Regions from separate parts of the Sus scrofa genome. Here all the other regions are linked to region 1. A link is a contact called in public HiChIP or PLAC-seq and promoter capture Hi-C data. All regions are on one chromosome and are shown on one strand. The core of a region is the stretch at or near the end of the contact, and the rest is flanking DNA. Distances in the headings are between cores, read along the strand shown. Region 1 holds the start of BRIX1 (BRX1, biogenesis of ribosomes). Region 2 holds the start of ZFR (zinc finger RNA-binding protein). Region 3 holds the start of TARS (threonine--tRNA ligase, cytoplasmic).

Region 1 (3,309 bases), core at 504-3,003:
GTAAGAATGATTTTGGTCCCATGCAAAACTTTATGAAAGGTCCTTCATCTAGCTTCGAGGAGCTAAACTATCCCCCACCTGACTCTCCCTTGTCTTCTCTGTGTGCCCATAAACTTGGCTAAGGTTATTCAGACACTAGTCAATCAGACAATGCACGAGTGATACTGGTCTTCAGCTTCTTTTGAGGACAGAAACCATGTCTTATTTATCCCTCTATACCCAAGGTCATACCATGCACTTAGGTGTTCCAAAAAAATTCTGAACTAAATCTGAAATCCTATCTGAACTATTCAAATATTACTTTTAAGAGTAGATTATACTATAACCAATAAAAGGGATTTTTTTTTTTTTTAATCATAGGGAGGTAGTGGTAAAGGGCATATGCTATGGAAACAAATGTCCTGGGTTCTTATCCCAATTCAGCTGCTTGCCAGCTGTAGGACTGTTGACAAATCACTTAACAGTGTCTCAGTTTCCACATACGTAAAAATGAGAATAATAACAGAACCTACATCAAAGACTATTCTCTGAGGATTAAATGAGTTAAACATATAAAACGCTCAGAAGAGTGCCCGGCCTATAGTTTAGCTTAATATATTCTAGACATTATTATTATTATTAACCATTATCTCTGTTAAACAAGATTGCAGAAGAATTTGTTACCAGGAGAGAAAAAGAATTCAAGTAATGATATTTTGCTCTTTAACTTAAATGATATCAATTAAGACCTTCATTGTCTGGGGTGAAGAATATCACTAAGTCCCAGGCTTAAAGGTGACTACTTTCATACCTGAATAAAAGCATTTGCTTGCACACACTTTGCATTTTCCACTGTGACCTTGATTCCATTTTTAGTAGCGAAACAGGTGGCATGTTCTCGGAAATGAATAGCCTTCAAGATAGTGGAGAGATTCCTCACGTTGTCGAGGCTGGCCACTAAACTGTAATCACTCTCATCTGGGATCTGTTGTGTTAGGAGGGGCATGGTTCACTGCGCATTCCGCCCGGAGAGCGGCTCCTGATGCCAACACCTGCTCCCGCTGGTCGCGGAACACCTGATGAGATCAGACAAACTCCCGTCAATGCTGGCTAAGCCCGCGATCTCAACCTGCGCTGAGCCAAGTGGAAGAGGCCTGGACGGTGAACTCGACCGACCAGGGATTGAACCCCACTTCTGCCACTTAACTGTCTAACTTTGGGGGAAATTATCTCTTTAAGCTACGGTTTCCTCGTCTTCAGTAAGACGACAGTAACCATGAAAAACTGAACGATGAAAACACCCAACAACAACAACATCATTCTACTCGGGCCAGCTTCGCCACGCCAAGATGAGGCTGCGTATCACCAAAGAGTCGGTTTTGAGCTGTCCACGCAGCCAACCTCGTCCCTAACAGACAAGGGGTGGGGGTGGTCCTCGGATCCTCCAAAAGCCCCAGACAACGCGGCGCACCAACCCGCCGCGGGACTGCACCCGTTTACTAGTCTCGATATGCCAAGCGCCCAAACCCACCTTTGGGGTCGGGACGCAGCTCCCTGGCAGCCGGGGAGGAAGTGGAGCGGCTCCCGCCACTTTTTCAGACCCGCCAGCCCCGTCAGCACCGTCACCACAGAGATAGACAAAGCCTAGAGAGTCTGGCATCCGGTACCACAGAGACCGGAAAGAGGCACCTAGAGCTGGAGGACTGCCGAGCCCAGCCCCGGGACCATAGAGATGGGAAAGCGGAGCGAGCGGCGCAGCCGGAAGGAAGGCCCAGAGAGAAGCTGGGGAGCAAGATGGCGGGAAGCAAGATGGCGGCAACCAAGAGGAAACGGCGTGGAGGCCCGGCTGGTCCGGCGAAAAAGCTGAAAAGAAGCGAAAAAGACGCCAAGCCGCCTGCTAAGTCAAGCGAGGTGGCAGAGGAAGCGGAGGAGGAAGATAGAAATCGTATTCCGGGCCCGGTTTGCAAGGTAGAGTGGGCTCTGCGGCCGCGGCTCCGCACGCCTTCTCTGAGGCTACCTATTTGATTATGGCTCTGCGGGTTTCGGAGTTTCTGAGGTGTTCCTGGAGGTCGTTTTCAGCCCTTCCAGCTGGACTGGCTACCAGGTTTATAGCTAAAGCTTGGACACATGGCTGCCCTCCTGGAGGCGCGGGCTGAGCACCTGGGTGGGCTTCAGAGCTTTTAGAGGGTCACAGAGAAGCGACTTTGAGGGTCTTAATTCCAGCGTTTAGTCTTCCATTTACTCCCCTATTGTTGTTGTTGTTGGAGAGTAATAGTTTTACCAATTAAAGTTATTCCTCGCTATTGAGTGTATCCCTTAGAGTAATACTTCCATATACCGACATAGTTAGGTATGGTTAGTTAGGAATCCTAAAGCTTGTTATGTGGCCCTTTAAAAAGTTCCTTTTCTTGGGATTGTGAATTTGACTTGCTTGATCTCGGGGTAATGAAAGCTAGACAAGATAACGTGAGCTTTTCTTGTATTCATGAAGTTTTAACGTGCCGGGCACGGTGAGAAGTTAGGTTTCCCCTGCCTTGGGATTGCAAAACTAGAATGTGACCACTTCAGTTTAGAAGGAAACTAGGAACTTATATGTTTTTTGCTCAAAACAAGGTGAGCACAAGTTGCTGCTAACTTTAATTCGACTGAGAGCTCCTTAAGCCAGGTCAAATATTGTGGAGACTAGAGTTAACATTTGTTTCATAAACTTCTCTGTCGACCTTCAGCTTTGCCAGATCTCTGTTTGACACGCTAGCGAGTAATAAATGACCCTTAATGGTTTGGTGGGGTGGCAAGCATTGGGAAAGGAGTGAGCTTTGAGGAATGAAAGATGAGCTTGAATTGTAGCCCTGCTCTTAACAGGGACGTTTTGAGCTCTTTTCTCACCTGCAAATTGAAAGGAAGAAAATATGATTTGCTTTTTATGAAAAATAAGCAGACTTCTGTTAGATTTTCAGTAAATGTTAAGCGTTCTCTTTTAGGAGCTAGAAAAAATACGATAAGGATCTATGAGTTGAGTTATAAATGAAAATTCTATTTAAATGAAGAAGATAAATATTGCTCTAGAATAAACAGGTTAGGGATTATGAAGGATTTGATTTAGCCTTTGAGCTAGATCCTAAGGTAAGAGCAAAATTCTGATTTTCAGAAAGGGGAAGGAGCAATGCAAGGGAGAGGCGGAAAGGGGAAGAGAGAGGGAGAAACTGATCAAAGACGTTGAAGTATACAAAGTGCTGAAAGTTTAAAAAATACAGCCAAGTTGGCTAGGGTGTAAGGTTGATTTGGGACAATAGTCAGGTAGAAAAAGTTAAGCAGGTGCTAGTCTGCCAT
Region 2 (3,309 bases), core at 330-2,829, 1.9 Mb before region 1:
ACCAATAGCTAATTTACCTGGTACACACAGATATCTAATATAATAATCTCTCGATATAAAAAACTGATCACAGTACGCTTAAGGCCTGAGTCTAAAGAGACTGTCCCAGACTGACTCAAAAGTAACAATAACAACACAATCTAGTGTTTTTCTTACTCTTGTTAAGATATACAGCGAAATAGACACTTCAGAAATTAAAGCTTCCCTTAAGGTAGAGATTTCAGATGATGCATCTCACTAACTCAGCACCTCCCTTGCACTTTTCTTTTCCCCAGAGGGGAAAGACGCGTCAAGGGGAATTATTGGCCCACCTGGAGCCTAAACGCAATACCTAGAACAAGGCTGTGGACTCATTTATCAGCACTAGAAACTTCACACATCTTTTCCAGTCTACCAACCACCCAATTCACAGGTGGTTGGTACGTTTACCTCTCTCCTTGGAGGGAAAACTAAAGGAACCAAATGAATGAGGTGACACCCGCAGTTTGTTAGCGAGGGACGCCACGGAACGGAGGAGAAAGTACCCGAGAAAACAACACGTTATCTGGGCTCGGGGGCCCGTGCACCGGGCAAGGACCGGTGCGCGGGAGGCGGCGCGGAGGCGGCCGGCGGGCGGTGCGACTCGCACTCTTCCCGAGGCTCCCTCGCCCACCCTCTCCGTCCCCCAGCGGGTGGGGGCCCGGAGGTGGGGACCGGCCCGGCGGGGGCGGGGACTGGGGGGCCGCGGTCTCGGCTCCCTCCCGCTGCCCGCCGGGCGGGGGAGGCGGCTCGGCTCCGAGGCCGCGGGAGGCCATTTTAGCTGCGGGGCCGCCGAAGGCCCGGGCGGCCCTTCGGGGCCCGCAGCCTCGGCCCTCTCTCCCTCCCGCCCCACCGGGGCTGCCGCCGCCGCCGGCCGGGAGAGACCGCGGAGCTGGCCTGCCGCGGGCCGGGGCTCGGGGTCGGCGGGCGGGGCGGGCGCGGGGGCGTCGTGTCGGCGGGATCCGGGCGGAGGGGCGAACAGGGGAAGAGAAGGGAGAGGGCGGGGAGCCGTTACCTATACTGGGCCGCAGCCGCCGCCGCCGCCGCCCCGCTGTGGGTGAATCCAAAGTAGTTGCCGGTCGCCATTTTGGCATCTTCCCCCAGCCGGCTGGGCACTGCGGCGGGCACGGAGAGTCGGGTCCCATGGCGGGAGGAGAGGCGCGGAGGGGCAGAGACGCCGAGGGAGGGAAGGGGAGAGAGAGAGAGGCGCCGTGAGAAGCCGCCCTCGCCGGGCCGGGCCGCGGCCGCGCCGCCTCCCCCTCCCGCCTCGCACTCCCTCACTCACTCACACGCCCCGGTGGCGGCCGCCGCCTCCTCCCCGGAGCCTGCCCCAACCCCCGCGCCTCCCCGCCGCCCGGAGCCGGGGAAGGGGCCGGCCGGGGACCCCGGCGGGGCACATTATACTCACCATAGGTGAAAGAAACTACAGGGCATATGGGAATCATGGGCTCGGGCTGCTGCTGCTGAACTCTGAACTCTCACCCGCTGCCTCCCTCCTCTGCCCCGCTCCTCCTCAGCGGAGAACAGACCGCCGCCTCCCCCCGCACTGCGCAGGCGCTCCCGCGCACGGCACTCTGGGAGCTGTAGTCCCTAAAGCCTTCGCGGCTCCGCGGGCGCTAGCCGGGCCTCAGCCTAGGCTGGCTGAGTGCCCGCGGTGAAAGACGAAGGCGAGCCTCCCTGTGGGCCAGCCTTGGGGTAATCCGGGAGAGTGACCGGAGAGAGTGACGTCTACCAGTCTTTCCCTCTTACTTTAAACTTCTTTCACTTTTACGTGCGCATTTGTTCTCCACCTTTCGGTCTTCCCATGAACTTTCCATCATCAGGATTTGAGCTGAACTAATTTGGATCCTTCCTTATTTCTCGTATTCCCGCTTCTTGTCCTTAGCCTTTAAAATGGGGAAGGAGGAGTTCCCGCTGTGGCAAATCGGGATCGTTGGTGTCTCTGCAGCGCGAGTACGCAGGGTCGATCCCCGGCTGGTGTAGGGAGTTTAAAGGATGGCTTAGGTCGCGGCTTTTATCCGACCCCTCCTCCAGGAACGCCATGTGCGGCCAAAAAACAATGAAACAAATAAGTAAATAAGATGTGGAGTAGAAAAAGAGGAAAAGAAAGGCAAGTGTGCTCTTGCGTTGGACACCCCTCCCAACCACATCTCTTCCGTCCTTTTTTCTCCGGCTGGCACCCATTCCTAAAGTATGGAGCCCCCTAAGCATGGGACCCTGTTCTGGGTACTGGAGATGGAGCAGTGAGCAAAATAAAGTCCCTCTTGACACCGAATTTACCTTCTGGGGTAGGGAGAGGAGATTTAGACAATAGCCAAATAAATAATGAGTATGTCGTTGGTGATTGAAGCTTTAAGAATAAAGCAGGGTAAAGAAGATAGAGAGTGAGGAAGATGCTATTTTATGTGGAATGTGGTTAGGACAGCCATCAAGTAGAACCCTGAAGGAAGCGAAGGAAGAAATCTGGTCAATGGTTGGGGGAAAGACAGCAAAATGGAGGGTCCTAAGGCAGGGGTGCTCAAGAGCAGCAAGGAAATTGGTCTGATGGAGTTGAGGACAAGGAGTCTGGATCATGGAAGTCCTTCATGAGAGTGCCAAATCTTTCTGGAGTTCCTGTTGTGGCTCAGCATGTGGCTGAGCTAGTATCTATGAGGACGCGGGTTGGCTCCCTAGCCTTGCTCAGTGGGTTAGGGATCCAGCCTCGCAGTGAACTGTGGTGTAGATTGCAGATGAAGCTTGGATCCCACGTTGCTGTGGCTGTGGTGTAGGCTGGAAGCTGCAACTCTGATTGGACCCCTAGCCTGGGAACTTCCACATGCTGCGGGTGCCTCCCTGAAAAGACAAAAAAGAAAGAGTGCCAAATCTTTTATTGTAGGAATGGAATGATATTCTCTCCCATGCAAGCATGTGTCTATTCCCTCTACTTTCTCGCTGTTTTCTCTTTACTTTCCCTATGCATTTACAACCCTTCTTTTTCCTCTTGCAATCCCTCACTCTGATTGACTGTTTCTCCCCCAACCTCTTTCCTGCCTCCCATCAATGCCCAAGTGCTCCATTTCACCTCTTCCTTGCCCTATCCATGCCCATCACCCCAGCGCCTCTGCTATTCACCTGAGCATTTTAAGAAACGCAAAATGGCGTTCTCTTGTGGGCCAGTGAGTTAAGGATCCAGGATTGTCACCGCAGCAGCTTGGATTTGCTGCTGTGGTATAGGCTGTATCCCTAGGCGGGGAACTTCCATGTACCCCGGGCCTAGCAAAAAAAAAAAAAAAAAAAAAAAAAAATCCACAG
Region 3 (3,309 bases), core at 570-3,069, 1.1 Mb before region 1:
TCCACCATTCTTAGGCCAGGACTGATTCTGAGGTTAAATGAGAACAAAGGGTTAAGAAAAGCTGCTAAAGATCAAGTTTCACAGTAGTAAGAACAATCTGTCATTATTAGCCTATATTCTGCCTATATTTTGCTTCTAACAAATTCAGTGACCTTGATCTTTCTGGTCCTGGTTATTCTTTTTCAAAATTAAGATGCAATTCTGAAAACCTGTCTAAAGAGCATAATTAACTTGTTTTGCATAGAAGGTAAGATCCTATTGATTCCTACTCTAAGTATGGAAAGTCAGATTGGTTTATTTAAGCCTATAAAATTGCGCATAACTCTTGGAACTTCTTAAACACCCACAAAGTACTACCAATAATCTACTCTTATTAACAAAGTTAGTTTTTCAAGCAAGGATTATCTCAACACGCATTAATTCCCTCAACACGTATTGAATGTTAACTGTATGCCAGGCTTATATCTGCTAGATGCTGGCAAAAATACACAAGTTGTGCTTTAGAGAAGCTTTCAATCAGTAACTTTATAATCGTAAAACTGAACTGATAGGTGCTATAAAGACAGCTGCAGGAAGATCTAACAGGGAGACTTGCTCCATTCAGTAAGGGTCAAGAAATGGTTCCCCTAAGACAACAATTCTTGAGAGCTAACATAGGTGCAAAGTAGGCAAAAAGCATGTGGAGCAGGAAGAGATAAGGATGGGGAGAATAAACTCTGCAGGTACAAAAAAAACCTGTGGGAGCACACCTGAGAAACAGTAAGATCACTCGTTCACTGCATGGTGAAGTGAAAAAGTTGGGCAGTCAGAGGCCTTCAAAGCTTTGGCTATTTTTATACTGAAAGTCCCTTGAAGAAGAGTTTTAAGCAAGAGGTTGTCATGATCATATTTGTATTGTATTCTGGTGCCATGTGAAAAATGAATGCAGAAAGTCGGGTCAGGAGGCTATTGGTTATTGATCTTCACGGAAGGACGACCCTGAAGGTGTCAAGTTGTCAAGGACTGATATTTATAAAGTAAAATCTATAAAACCTGGTGATGGAGTAAGTTGGTGATGGTCATAAACTATAGACGAACTCACTGCACTTCTGATTTCAAATTAGTAACGGTTTTCAATTGGCTGGTAAAATAAATGAAAGTAGACCAGGAGATTCGAAACACTGAGACCTCTACGGGAGAATCCGTGGAGTCGGAGTGGTTATTTCCTTAATTGAAAGTTTCACTGCATGTTCAATGCTTTCTGATGCAATATAGGTAGGCGGTGACATGTACTAATGAACTTCCGAGCAAAGGCGCTCGTTCCTGGATCACCAAGGCCTGGGTCTTGGGAATCCTGAATTGCAGTGAGGAGGGTTCACTCGATTCACTGCCACAGACTTGGGATCCCTGAGAAGTCTCCAGAACTCAGCAGTCAGGCCAGGTCAGGCGACGCCGAAGCTGCAGGGAACGCTGGCCACTCTTCCGGAGTCCGGCCCCAGCGGCAGGGATGATATTCAGGTGGCCGAGACTTCCCGGAAACTTAAACTTAGCTCCTCTCTCTCGCTACGGTGGCCGAAAAGGCCCTAGAATAATAGGTCGAGTCACCGAGTCACCCAGAAGAAGGCGCAGGCGCACTGCGGACTTCTAGGATCTGGGAAAAGCCGGGTACCCTGGGAAAAGCAGGCCTGCGGGTTTAACGTCTGCAGTTTCTTCTCCTGCCCCTGCCTCACTCTGATTTCTTAGAAGGACTATAGCCCGACAAGCTTTTTCATTGGTTTAGAGAAAGGAGGGCCCGCCATTCCCCCTTGTCGATTGGCTGCCGCTTCTCCCGTCAAGTTAGGAGGCGGAGTTTGGGCGCTTTCCTATTGCATCAGCTGGCACGAGTGGCGCAAGCAGAGGATTTCCGGGCGTTCAAGCCCAATTCTATCTGTCGTCCACTCTCCTGTGCAGCCTATCGTTTTGGATTTTTTTTTTTTTTTCTTTGGGGTGATTTGCCGATGTCTGAGGAGAAAGCCCACAGTCCTTCAGGAAAGATGGGAGGCGAGGAGAAGCCGGTGAGTGGGCAGAGTAGAGCCTGGAGGTTGGGCTGGGCTCTCCCGGTACCCACGTTGCTTTACCGGGGAGCCAGGGGTGGAGGAAGTGGCCCCGGTCGTGTAGGGGGTGCGGTGTAGGGGGGTGGAGGAGTCCGAGAGGGGCAATGGAGCTCCTGAGTAAGTCAGGGCCTCCTTTGGCGAGGAAACTCAAATTCATACAGTAGAGCGAGGCCTTGCAGGTCTTTTCAGGGTCCATTCTCTTTTGTATATGAAGAAACTGAGATCTTGAGTGTCTTGCTTTGAGTCACACAACTAACTAGAAGCCGAAGACAGAATTAGAGTCTAGGGCTCCGGACAGACTCCTAGACTCCTGTCTTTCGCTCACCATAGTTGGGAAGAATGTTGCAGGGCCTCGTTTAATTCTAAAACCGCGTAGGGGTAAGATCCCCAGTTTAAGGAAGGGAAAGCCTAGTCACCGAGACCTGGTCCAACTTGCTCAAGCTTTGGGTGGTTTATAATAAGTGATGGAGGCTGGGTGACCGCAGCTGACAAACTCTAGAGAAGTTACACACTTCCCTGCTTGGTGCTGGAGGCAATACTTAGCCCATTCGCAAAAGCTCAACATTTCAGCTCTGAACTTTCCCTTTAGTATCAGGAACATCCTCAGTCTGTTCTGTGTACCATTTTAATGTCCCTGGGCTGTTCTACTTAACGGCTGTGCACACATGGGGAATTATCTACTTTCTTTCAGCCACTATTCTCATTTGTAAAATGGAGAGGTATTTTGAAGACATAAAAGCCTTGGTGTTAATTCTCTCCTTTTCCATTACTTCTGTTCTTTTAGCAAATACCCATAGGATCAAAATCAAAAACATTTAATCAGGAAAATAGAATTATTTAATTATCTTTCCATTTTAAATTTTCACTGACAGACCTGCAATTAATTTTTCCCCTTCTTTTTACCTGATATGGCTAATCCTATAGTATTTTTTTTAATTTTTTTTTTTTTTTTTGTCTTTTTAGGGCTGCACCCGCAGCACATGGAGGTTCCCAGGCTAGGGGTATAATCAGAGCTGTACCTGCCGGCCCCTGCCACAGCCACAGCCATGCCAGATCCAAGCCACCCCTGCAGCCTACACCACAGCTTGCAGGCAACGTAGGATCCTTAACCCACTGAGCGAGGCCAGGGATCGAACCTGCAACCTCATGGTTCCTAATCGGATTCTGGGTTTCTGTTGCACCACAGTGGGAACTCCACTAATCCTATAGTATAGAGAAGGCATGTAGGTGTTCTTAT

The links. Promoter capture Hi-C pulls out the DNA fragments that hold promoters and counts their contacts. HiChIP or PLAC-seq counts read pairs in DNA pulled down with a chosen protein or histone mark.
Region 2: a promoter capture Hi-C map of liver shows a contact between it and region 1, with 2.8 times the contacts expected there. The contact joins the promoter of ZFR here to the promoter of BRIX1 in region 1. A contact is called at or near these places in 1 of 5 promoter capture datasets (liver) and 1 of 2 datasets of contacts at active chromatin or transcription factors (skeletal muscle).
Region 3: an H3K27ac HiChIP or PLAC-seq map of alveolar macrophages shows a contact between it and region 1. The contact joins the promoter of TARS here to the promoter of BRIX1 in region 1. A contact is called at or near these places in 1 of 5 promoter capture datasets (liver), 11 of 47 Hi-C or Micro-C datasets (blood, embryonic fibroblasts, fetal skeletal muscle and 5 more) and 2 of 2 datasets of contacts at active chromatin or transcription factors (alveolar macrophages and skeletal muscle).

Annotation. Positions count from the first base shown.
Region 1 is chr16:20,510,528-20,513,836 of Sscrofa11.1, forward strand. It overlaps BRIX1 (BRX1, biogenesis of ribosomes), which reads left to right and starts at 1,754. Exons shown (of 10, transcript NM_001244824.1): 1 at 1,754-1,947. The coding sequence starts at 1,774. It overlaps RAD1 (cell cycle checkpoint protein RAD1), which reads right to left and starts at 1,645. Exons shown (of 8, transcript XR_308376.3): 1 at 1,511-1,645; 2 at 791-1,055.
Region 2 is chr16:18,654,762-18,658,070 of Sscrofa11.1, forward strand. It overlaps ZFR (zinc finger RNA-binding protein), which reads right to left and starts at 1,580. Exons shown (of 20, transcript XM_021076978.1): 1 at 1,427-1,580; 2 at 1,034-1,133. The coding sequence starts at 1,463. LOC110257314 (a long non-coding RNA gene) reads right to left here and starts at 972. Exons shown (of 2, transcript XR_002339766.1): 1 at 1-972.
Region 3 is chr16:19,453,475-19,456,783 of Sscrofa11.1, forward strand. It overlaps TARS (threonine--tRNA ligase, cytoplasmic), which reads left to right and starts at 1,820. Exons shown (of 20, transcript XM_021076644.1): 1 at 1,820-2,033. The coding sequence starts at 1,977.